Regions from separate parts of the Mus musculus genome. Here region 1 is linked to region 2. The links are chromatin contacts, called in public Hi-C maps. All regions are on one chromosome and are shown on one strand. The core of a region is the stretch at or near the end of the contact, and the rest is flanking DNA. Distances in the headings are between cores, read along the strand shown.

Region 1 (5,496 bases), core at 1,252-3,751, 260 kb before region 2:
AAAGCCCCACTTGTGTATTTTTTTCAGGAGTGCCTCCAGGCCCGATAAAGAACCCTGGAGCACAACCCTCTGAGGGTTGGTTTCCTGGCAACTCCTCCTTCCCCAGCTCCTTGAAAAAATCCAAACCACAAACCATGCCTTTCCTCTAAGTGGTCCCTGCTGCTGTGTAGTGTGGAGATCCGTGTGTCTGCCAAAGGCCCAAATAGAACCATCTGGGCGTGCTGCAGCCCCTCATCTTTAGCCAGGGTGGCTGTCCAGGGAAAGGGGTGGGGCTTCCACTTCAGTGCTGCTCTGAAGGGTGAACACTGGAGTCATGGCTCTCAGGGTGTGTCCACAGGGTAATGCATTTTCTGTAGAAAATTTCGTAGCTGGGACAAAGCAATAGAGTCCCTGATAGCTGTTTTAGCACAACTTTATTTTGGTTTTTATTTTGCAAAGTAAATACTGAGAAGGAAAGCTGGGAGTAGACAGTTTTTCTAGATTAGAAAACCTTCTAATCTTCTTGGGGACATCGGAAGTGTCCTGCAGAACTGGATGAGGATAGGCAGGCAGGCAACAACACTGGCTACTGATTTTTTTTTTTTTCTCACTTAGGAGAGGGGTGGAGCTAGGGACCCATCCAGCTGCTCGAGGTTGGGGGAAGCAGGAACTAGAAGGCTGAAGGGGTGGAGAGGGCAGAGACAGCTGCTGCTGGCAGGAAAGGCTGGATGTCATTTAAGCTAAAGGCACTCTGCTCTTCATGGGGGTCTGGGGCATTTTTGTTCATATGACGTTAAAGCCCCTGGCTGCTGGACACTCAGTTTTAAGGCTGGCATTGCAAAACGAACCAACCAACCAAAACCAAAAATCCAAAACAAAACAAAACAAAAGCAACCAAACAGACCAATAAAAACCGACAATATGGAGAGAGGCAAAGGGGAGATGTCCAGTTTCCTGTTTTCCTGTAAATATCGGGGGATGAGCTCTCACTCTGCTGGTACTGCACCATCCCTGGGGGCTGCTCAGGAGGAGCCCCCATGCCCTGGTTTGCAGAGACGACAACCCATCCCTGGCACTATGATTTGGGATGTGTCATAAAGACACACCAGACAGTCGTGGCAATGACTGGGCTAGCTCCCTAAAGACTTCAGCTACTTCTATGCCCAACAATCTAATTATAAACTCAACTATGTGGTCCTATCAATAATCAGAGTTTCTACTGATCAATACCTGTTAAATCAGGGCATTTTGGCTATGCATCTCCACAAATCCCCACAGACACTTTTGTTTCCTTGCTCACTGAGCAGCCCCCTCCCTGCCCTTTGTGAAGAAAAACTGCAAATTTTCTTGAGGGTGAAGGAAAAGAAACAAGGCACACAAGAAGTGAGGGGAAACTGCCTCGGGCCACACAACTGGTTTCCGAAGGAACCAGAAATAGAAGTCCAAGGCACCTGGTCCATTACTCCAGCTGCTAATTATGCTGCGTTCCCGGGACCCCGCCAATTAGCGAGAACAGCTCTCACTCACTGATGCGTGGTTAACTTTACAAGTGGAGTGCTTTCTCACAAAGGAGCAACCAGGCGGCGGCTGTGAGAAAGGGGCTTCCAGCCAGGCTTGTTCTCCCAGACATGATCACTCTGCTTTGCTTTCACACTATAAATATAATAATAATACGAATAATACATGTGTCCTCCTTTCTTGTAGATCTACCTTCATCCAGGCTCTACAGAGCACCTGCCTCAACACTCAGCAGCCTCAGTCAGAGACTAAGAGACGACAATAGTCTTAGTTATGAATGGACGTGGGGATATAACAATAGCCTTAGTTATGACTGGAGCTTGCGTAGGAAATAAAAGCGTTAACCTAGCATGGTGGCTCTTGCTTGTGAGCCCATCACTCAGAAGGCTGAGGCAAGAGGATCAGCCTCAGATACTATCAAGTCCCTGTCTCTGATAATAAGGATTGTGGTAATTGTACGAGTTAAGAGGTTTCTAAAGATGGCTTAGAGGAACCATCAGGAAGGGGTTTTACTAAACCAGTGTTTGCTACCATCATTGGAACCCCAATGGTCCCAGATAAGGGCTCTCAGCCTTTGACCTAGGCTTCCTAGGGTCACAGGTCCTCTACTGTCTCATTCTGGTCCCAAGTGCCCTCATGTATAAAACCAAGAAGGGAAACATTTATCCATGGAGAGCAAACAAAAGTGGCTAATAACTATTGTCTTTGGGCCCTGAATATGACAAGGTGCTCTATAAATCCTTAATGAGCAGGGGCCTCCCAGACCCTGGCTCCAATTAGTCCACTAGATTCACACATCCTGTGCATGGCTGAGGACGAGGCCTCGGCTCCACTGGACTTCCTCTCCAGCCAGCACTTGTGAAGCATTGTGGGCTGGCATGTGGAGTAGGCGGCAGGCTGTCAGGATGGTGTAGAAATAACGACTTGAGAGGAAGCCCAGCCTAATGGCTCTGATTCTCCACCAGGACTTTAGGGAGCCTTGTCTTCCTCCTGTCCCCGAGGCTGAGTCATAGAGCCCCTAAATGACCTCCCTGTGAGTAACTTCCTGCTTCATCCAGAGGGACCATTATACAGAATCCAATCAGCCATCTGGATCGCGTCCTCCTTTCCCAGATGAAGTTGCTCTGGTGGGCAGAGACTCAGAGCCGCCAGAGGTTAAGTATGTGATTGATGTTGGGACCTGGCTTGTGACTTCTTGTCCTGGTCTTTTTCTATTGTGCCACAAAGCCCCAGTGAAGAGCAAGAACAATGATGCTTCAGATCCTAGAGAGACTAGCTTTGGCCATCTGATGGCACATGATGTTGCGTACATTCCAAACACGCCCAAGTTCTCAAAGAGGAGGACACATATAGTAATGGTCCCCAAGCACAGAACAAGACAGAAAGACAAAAACAAAACAACAAAATAAAAAACAAAAACAAACCCCACTTCCTAATTTCACTTCTGCTCTTTCCTGAGACACCATCACACATGACTCCCTGCGTTTATCTTTCTATCAGGACATTAAAAAAATGAGGCATCAAATAGAGGTGCCACAGAAAATTCCCAATGTCGTGCATGCAGGGGACTTGGTCTCGTGCATCCCGGGAATGTATGGGAGAAGACAGAAGCAGGCATCCGAATGAGGAAGAAGAGTTGGGACTTTGTGTCCATTTTAAATATGGACACAAATACTTTTGTAGGCGTCCAATATGGTTTACTCTATTTATAAAGAAAAGAGAGGCAGAGGTATTGTGGTCGACCACAGATCTCCATCTAATCTAAGCTCTTTTATCCACTGGCATTTGTGGATGTCTGCTTGGTACTGGCTATGCTCCTGGGCAAGAGGAAGAACACGACACCCAGCGTGTATTTTTTTTAAGACTTATTTATTTATTATATGTGTGTACACTGTAGCTGTCTTCAGACACTCCAGAAGAGGGCATCAGATTTTTGTTACAGATGGTTGTGAGCCACATGTGGTTGCTGGGATCTGAACTCGGGACCTTTGGAAGAGCAGTTGATGCTCTTAACCACTGAGCCATCTCACCAGCCCCCAGCATGTATTTCTACAGCTATCCCTTCACCCCACAGTGTATGCGTCTGCTCGTCCTTCCGCCCAGGGGTTGAAAATATTTGAAAAAAATTATATGGACTGAACACTGTTTTTTTGTTTTTTGTTTTTGTTATTTTAAATCTTGTCACTATTCCCAAATGGATATCATACCATAACTACTTCCATAGCATTTCTACTGAATTAAGCACTACAAACCTGATAGACATGAGTTAAAGTATTTGGGAACCTGAACATGTTGGCTTCCATCTATAATCCTAGTACTCAAAGGGCTGAGGCAGAAGATTGTTGGCAGTTTGAATCCAGATTAGGATGCACAGTGTAGAGAGTCCCAGGCCAGGCTCAGTTAAACAGTGAAACCCTGCTTCTAGAACTGAAAGAAGTGAAAGTATAGAGACAATCATAATGGGTCATAGGCAAATACTGCATTATTTTATGTAAGGGGTTTACTAACCCAAGGCTCTGGAACTAACTAATCGCCGTGGACAATGAAGGCCAGCTTCCATTGCCAACTCTCAGGTCACTCCATCATCAAAGGAATTCAGGGTAGGAACTCAAAGCAGGAATCTTGCAGCAGGGACTGAAGTAGGAGCCATGGAAGAATGCTGCCTACTAGCTCCCCACTGCCTCCCCACAAACAGGATCACTTTCCCAGGGATAGCACTGCCCATAATGAGCCTGGCTCTTCACCATCCATCACTGATGAAGGAAACGCCTCACAGGCAGGCTACCTTGCAGGCTCGTCTTACAGAGGCATTTACTTTGCTGAAGTTCCCTATTGACAGATGAGTCTAGCTTATGTCCACGTTGACAAAAACCTAGCCAACACAAAGACAACAACAAGATAACCTTGGCCTGGCAGTCAAAGGTTCTCCCTTCTGGCCCTGAACGTGCAAAGCCTTTTAAATTCGAATCTCTAAAATGAGATAGTCATATATTCTGTGCATATATAGGTCAGAGCTGGCATTGCAAATTCAAAACAACTCAATACCATTCTCTTGGATTCATTACAACAACAACAATAAGCAAATAACAACAACAAAAATAAAACAAAATAATAGACATTAAGAGCACAGGATTCAAAGGCATAGTATCTATCAAGTATTTGATGGCTATGTATCTTTAGAAACTTTGTGTCTTTATTCATTTTAGAACTAATACTATGAATAACAATACTTTCCTATAATGCTGCTGAACTAATGCATCAGTAGATACAGAGTGTCTAGTCAGCGTTCAGCCACTGCTCACTATTCTGATGGCTGTTTCTTGTTACTCAGTACACACTACTCTCCTTCCTAATGTAAAACATGAAAATGCTGCTTCTAGTTTTCTCATGTACCAGCTAAAGTTCAAGTTTGCACAATTTTTTTGAAAGATGATGAATATGTTACCAAGGGTATTAAAATATTTTCCTTACATGTTTTACATTTATTTATTTATTTATTTATTTAGTGTGTGAGAGACAGAGACAGAGACAGAGAAAGGCTGTCTGGGGCAGGGGGGGCGGGGGGTGGGTCAGAGGACAAAGTGTAGGCGTTGTTTCTCTTCTTCTACTCTGTGGGTTCCAGAGATAGAACTCAGGCTATCAGACTGGGTGACAAGTGCCTTTACCATCCCCCAAATCTTATCTTCTCAACTGAAATTTTCACATGGTAAGCATGAGCCTAGCCCAAGGCTCTTCATTCTATTTGGGCAGAGTTCAAGATATTCTCTTTGAGTTGTTTGTCCCAGTCATTTCTAGCGGATTCTGTCACCTGCTGATGTATATATAACTCTCTTTATATCATCTCCATCACATGAATCACCCCAAATTGCATCGATTTGTGATGTTACAATGCATACTAGGCAAGCACCCTACCAAGCCACAACCCCAATCCCATCGCAATGTGACCAGGGATCATCTTGACCATTGTCCTGCTATGACATTTAATCTCAGAATATTGAT
Region 2 (5,281 bases), core at 1,916-4,415:
CAACTCAGTTCTGCCTGTATATTCTAGACGGTCCCCATATGTCGAAACCTTTAATTAGATTTTCTTTAAATTAAAAGGCCCTTAACTAGTAAGTAGACCAGCCAGAATAAGCCGTTTGAATTAAGGTTTGTTCCTGTCCCAGAGCTGGGTCATGTTATATTCATCGGTCTTAACTCATAGGCTGGGTTTGGCCTGTGCTTGATCCTAACACGTGGATGCAGACATCCGGCTCATGGAAGGGCTTGTGGTGATTCCAACGGGGAATCTGGGGGTGCCTAAGCCACACAGAATAAACCATGGAGGTGTAAGCAGCATCCCCACATGTTGAGCCGACCTCCTCCAGACATCTCTCCCACTTTGCATAAACGACAGCCACCCTCAAAAGGCTATTCCTTCCTACAGTTGAAATAAATCATTACTTCTTTATAGGTTCTTCTCTGCCAGAGGCTACCATGCAGGGCATATGCTTTCAGGAAATTAACAGTCACTTCTGCCGAAATCGGTAGGATTATGAAAGAACAGAGCCCAAAGCAGAGCACTATCTTTGAAAGAACAACAACAAAAACAAGTAAGGATGAGCAGGGTCCTTTAAACCGGCTTGGTAACTGACACTAGCTTGCCTAAGCCCCTTCATACCACCTTTGCCTTCTTTTTCACCCAGCAAAGGAAACTGGGTGCTGTTTCAGTGAGCACAGGCGCAGTCGGCTCTAAGCCCTGACACACTTCTTAACAAGCTCCACGGGGACAGACGGCTCTACCTTCCCATTTCATCTTTCCTCTGGCATCTGCAACTGACAGACATTTCCATTTCAGAATTCTCAGCCTTATTTGTTCAGAGAGAGAGAGAGAGAGAGAGAGAGAGAGAGAGAGAGAGAGAGAGAGAGAGAGAGAGAGAGAGAGACGGAGAGGGAGAGGGAGAGGGAGAGGGAGAGGGAGAGGGAGAGGGAGAGGGAGAGGGAGAGGGAGAGAGAGAGAGAGAGAGAACATCACCATATAGAAAATAGAATCGTATCTGCAGCCGCAGGAAGTTCCCCTATTGCCCAGGAAAAACATCAGTAGCAACATCAGTAGCAGTAGCACAATGTAAACCAGCATCTCTAGTCTGTAGCAACTGCTTAATGAAAACAAACAGCCGACTACAGCCACGTAGCTTACCCTCTCCACGCTGCGCCTTCTCAGAGATCCATAAGGTATTTTCAGAAGTCTCTGAGGTCTGTTTGGAGTCACGGCAGTCTGAACTACCATGGTGTGGAGCTGGGAGTGATCGTGTGTGTGTGTGTGTGTGTGTGTGTGTGTGTGTGTGTGTGTGTGTGTGTGTGTGTTGCTAGTAGCAAAGAGAGACTAGCTAGCGTCCTTCTCAGAGCTAAACTGTGGTCTTCTGGAGAGGTTTCCCAAATATCTAAACGCTGAAAGCGTTTTCTGCCCAGTGAATTAAGATGTGGTTGGTCAGGAGGTGGGGGATGGGGGAGAAAGGAAAACAGCCCAAGTTCTCCAACTTCAGCTGTGTGAAGCAGCGCCTTCAGCTTCCTTCTAGCTGTCCCTGCAGCTCTGGCTCAGCGTGACCTGCTGCCCCAGGAGTGGGTACGTGGTGCTTGTGAGGAGAATGATCCAGAAATGTCAACTTGGCTTCTCCGGGCTTCGGATGGCAACCAGGTCAGTTGTCTCATCAAGGGAGTATCGGACGCATTATTCACCCCACCACGTGATGCCCAAGCCCCTCGGCTGTACAGTAGGTCACGTGCTTCCCTTAAAAGGACTAAGTGGAATCTCCCCTACATCTGCAGCAGAGATTAATTCAAAATCCTGCATTCTGATTTCATTCTCTTCTAAACATTAAAAAATATTTGAAGACTAGGAACAATACACAGGAGGATTGAGGGTCTCTTTGGATTCATAAATTACCTCTATGAAACTGAACATCAGACACGAATGTTTTTTCCCACTAGTGCCTCCAACAGAAAATAAATGTACGCATCAAATTAATTATATGAATGCAGTCCACAGGAAGGGAGGTGGGGGTTGTGGTGGGAGAAAGAAACCTGTCTTTGCTACCTTTGTATGCATGGTTCAGATGAATCAGACCAAAGTTGTTGTGTGTGCCCCACCTTGTGCAAATGTGCTTAGAATGTTGTTTTTTGTTTGTTTGTTTAAATTTTTTACATTATTTTTTTATTTTGTGTGCCTGTGTGCATGGGGGTGTCGGCTTGGGGAACTCCCCAGTAGTGGTGCGGTCAGAGGACAATACCCGGGAATCAGTTTTCTCCTTCTAGCCGTCAGTCCGGGGGACCAAACACAAATCTTCAGGTTTGGTGGCAAGTGCCCTCACCTGCTGAGACGCCACATTTGCTCTAGGACATTCGCTTTTTATGCCTGCTAGCGAGCAGGACTAAGTCACGTGTGGTTTCACAAAGCTTTGAGAAGACTCAAGCGCAGCTTCATCCACATCTGCCACATCAGCCGATTCTTTTCTGATTAAGGTGGCATTTCAACAGGTGGTTCAAGTAGGCTATAGTTTTAACATTCTATAGCATTTGTAATGGCTACATCGCCAGTTAACACCCCCACCCCATTCCTATCAATTCACCTCCTCAAATCAGCTCACTTCCATTGCAGAGAAAGGTCACAAGTAATGGAATTTTTGTTTGCTTCTCTTGAGGAAAAGAAAAAAGTTCTACACACACACTCATACATACACATACTCATACACTCACATTCACATACACTCATACACACTCATACACACACACACACACACACACACACACACACACACACACACACACACACGTCTGCCCTGGTTTTCATGAAGTGACGGTCACTTCCTCTGAGGGGATCCCAGGCTTAGCCTGATGTTGCTCCCATGCTGGGAACTAGCTTTTCTTTATTCTCCACAAACCCCTGAGCTCAGTTTATTTAGAGTGATGGAAAAGAAAGTTCTGTTTATTCAGACAAACCTAATAGGAAATGGGGGTGGGCGGGAAGGGAAGAGAGGTTTTATGCTGTTAAGGAATGAATCAGAGCAGAGAGACCTGGAGGACTGGGAAGCTGTGGTGCTGGGCTGGAACGAACGGTGGGCAGGGTCCTCCCACGCAGACACACACTAAGAGGCAGTTAAAGAAAGCAGCGGGCCCACGTGGGAAAGTCCGAGTGTACAACAATCAGGCTTTGTTCATAATTGGTTCCATGTGTGCGGTTGGGGCGAGCAGAGGGTGAGCGAGAGGGGAGAGGCTGCGAGAGAAGGAGCCCTTGGATATCTTTGGAGAGAGGTTTCAGGTTACATGTCATTTGTCCCCAGAGCAGAGGCTACATCTGCACCGATACTCAGACATTCACCCCAGTCTGTAGGGTCTCTTGATTTTCCACAATCACACTAGAAGGTGTCACAGCTTTGAACAAAGGATGGATGCAAACACTTATATGTCCGGAGTTACAGGGTTTTGTTCTTCCAGGGTTGTGTTCTGAGAGAATACAGTACATGGTTGCCTCTCCTGTGACCCCAGCCCCGGCAAAGCCCTTGGGAGCTGAATTTATTTATATTTCAGTAAATGCAACTTCCTGTTTCCCAGGGGTATTAGTGGGGGTTTCGCTGAAAAACTAGAGGCTCTGGTGGTATAGTTCAGACTTGTAAGGGACACTTTGATGAACTGAGTGCAAATAAAACAGAAGCACATGTGTTCAATTATGGTTAAATACGTATAGAAGAGAATGTTAATGGAAATCAAAATAACCCTGAGCCAGACTCCGCACACATTGAGGCCCAGCACATTCCACCCCCTCCCCAATGTGGCGGGGGCACGGTCATGCTTTCTATAAGTAGAAAAGTTTCCTCCCACTTAGGAAGCTCTCCCCAGCCCCTGGAGAATAAATGTTCAGCTCTTCCTTATGACCTCACGGTTCTGAGTAGTCAGTTTGCCCAGAAGTATCTGATAGTCTATCCATGGAATTCTGAGACCCTGCATTTCAGGTTCCCTACGGAATCTACAGCGTTATTATCCATTACTTATTTTCATTATTAAAACACAGGTATGTTTCCCAGGAGGGGACAGACACTCATACTGATATGACCACTTGAGGGGAGGAGACTGGATGGATGCTTGCTTAGTTACCAGACACCGGGCTGGGAGGTTTCCAAAGGCTACCCTCAATGAACCAAATGGCTTCCATTGTTTGTGTTTAACTGGTGAAGAAACAGCCTTCCTGTTTGAGTAAGGTGAGCAGAGTATACAGATGGGCAGGTCAGAACTCAACTGTAAACCAAAGTAACTTTGTGTAACTGCGGGGTCCAACTTGGCCTATTCTATGGTCACCCATCACAGGGCATCCAGCAGTTTCAGAGTCTAGAAAGGAGACCCTCTTAATGGCCTTACAGAAGCTGCCTGCTACAGGATTGGTTAGATGGGCAGTTTCAAAGTCTCTGGATCTGCTGCTGGCATGTCACCCAGGCTTGACTCTAGGCCACCGACAGTCCAAAAGAGATGGAGATGGGGCAGTGAGACCCTGCTTCAGGGACTCAAAGAGGGGTTGAGTAAGAAGTGCTCAGAGACAGGTCACCTACGGTAGGCCAGGGCCTTGTGGATTCCAAGACAAGTTCCACATAAGGCACTGATGGAGCCAAGGGGAGGGACAAGGATGAGTGACAGCCTCCAGTTTTACACAGTCCTCTGCCAGCCAAGTGACAGGGAGAGGATAAAGAGCCACACAGCAGGGACGAGGGCAGAATGGGAAAGGCTCTGTGAAGCAGTGGGTTCAGGACCAGTGTCGACAATGTACTAAGAGTTGACTGGGAAGTGAGGGAGGCTGAGCGAGGATGGGACGAAGAGGAAGGATCAGGAACAGGTTTATCTCAGAGACTGCATCTTCAGTAGGTCACAGCCACCCTAGGTCATGTACATCAGGGAACAGTCGAGAGGGCCCTGGACAGCCAGGGAAGACACCACAGGCTAGGCGTCAGTGAGTTGTGGGGCTGGAGTCCTGGGGAGGCATCCTCACCCTCCAGCTCCTCACGCTGCTCGGCTTAACGCTTAAGGACTAGAGCGCTCATGCGGACGGAGGGTTTGTTTGTTTATTTGGAACATTTCCTTCCAGTCCAGAGAAAAACATTTACATGAAAGTCTTGGGTGAAGCCGTTGAGGAATGAAGTGAACTGCATTGTAGGAAAATCAATGTTTTCAATGTGCCAAAGCAAGGCGCATCAAGTCTAAGCTGTATTATAGGTCACTGACAATAGGGTGTGAAAGATGGCATGGGGGTGATGGCTTGTGGGACAGAAAGCAGTTTATGA

Evidence for each region. Hi-C and Micro-C count contacts between places; a contact is called where the count stands out from the background.
Region 1: a Hi-C map of the N1E-115 cell line shows a contact between it and region 2, with 3 times the contacts expected there. The contact joins two enhancer-like sites. A contact is called at or near these places in 2 of 484 Hi-C or Micro-C datasets (the N1E-115 cell line and uterus), 2 of 115 datasets of contacts at active chromatin or transcription factors (embryonic limb bud and pancreatic cancer cells) and 1 of 9 other capture datasets (adipose tissue).

What each region holds. Positions count from the first base shown.
Region 1 is chr2:4,552,361-4,557,856 of GRCm38.p6, reverse strand. All of the region lies in intron 11 of Frmd4a (FERM domain containing 4A), which reads right to left. Among named protein-coding and RNA genes, the nearest start is that of Gm13179, 39 kb to the left of the region's middle. RefSeq lists an enhancer at 1-1,713. Within about 2 kb of position 2,501, at least 88 of the 459 cell types and tissues checked have an H3K27ac peak or open chromatin away from gene starts, as enhancers often do. A contact at or near this core is called in the N1E-115 cell line, where this site is marked.
Region 2 is chr2:4,296,880-4,302,160 of GRCm38.p6, reverse strand. The region is part of intron 1 of Frmd4a (FERM domain containing 4A); the gene reads right to left. Among named protein-coding and RNA genes, the nearest start is that of Gm39752, 52 kb to the right of the region's middle. RefSeq lists an enhancer at 705-4,834. Within about 2 kb of position 3,165, at least 137 of the 459 cell types and tissues checked have an H3K27ac peak or open chromatin away from gene starts, as enhancers often do. A contact at or near this core is called in the N1E-115 cell line, where this site is marked.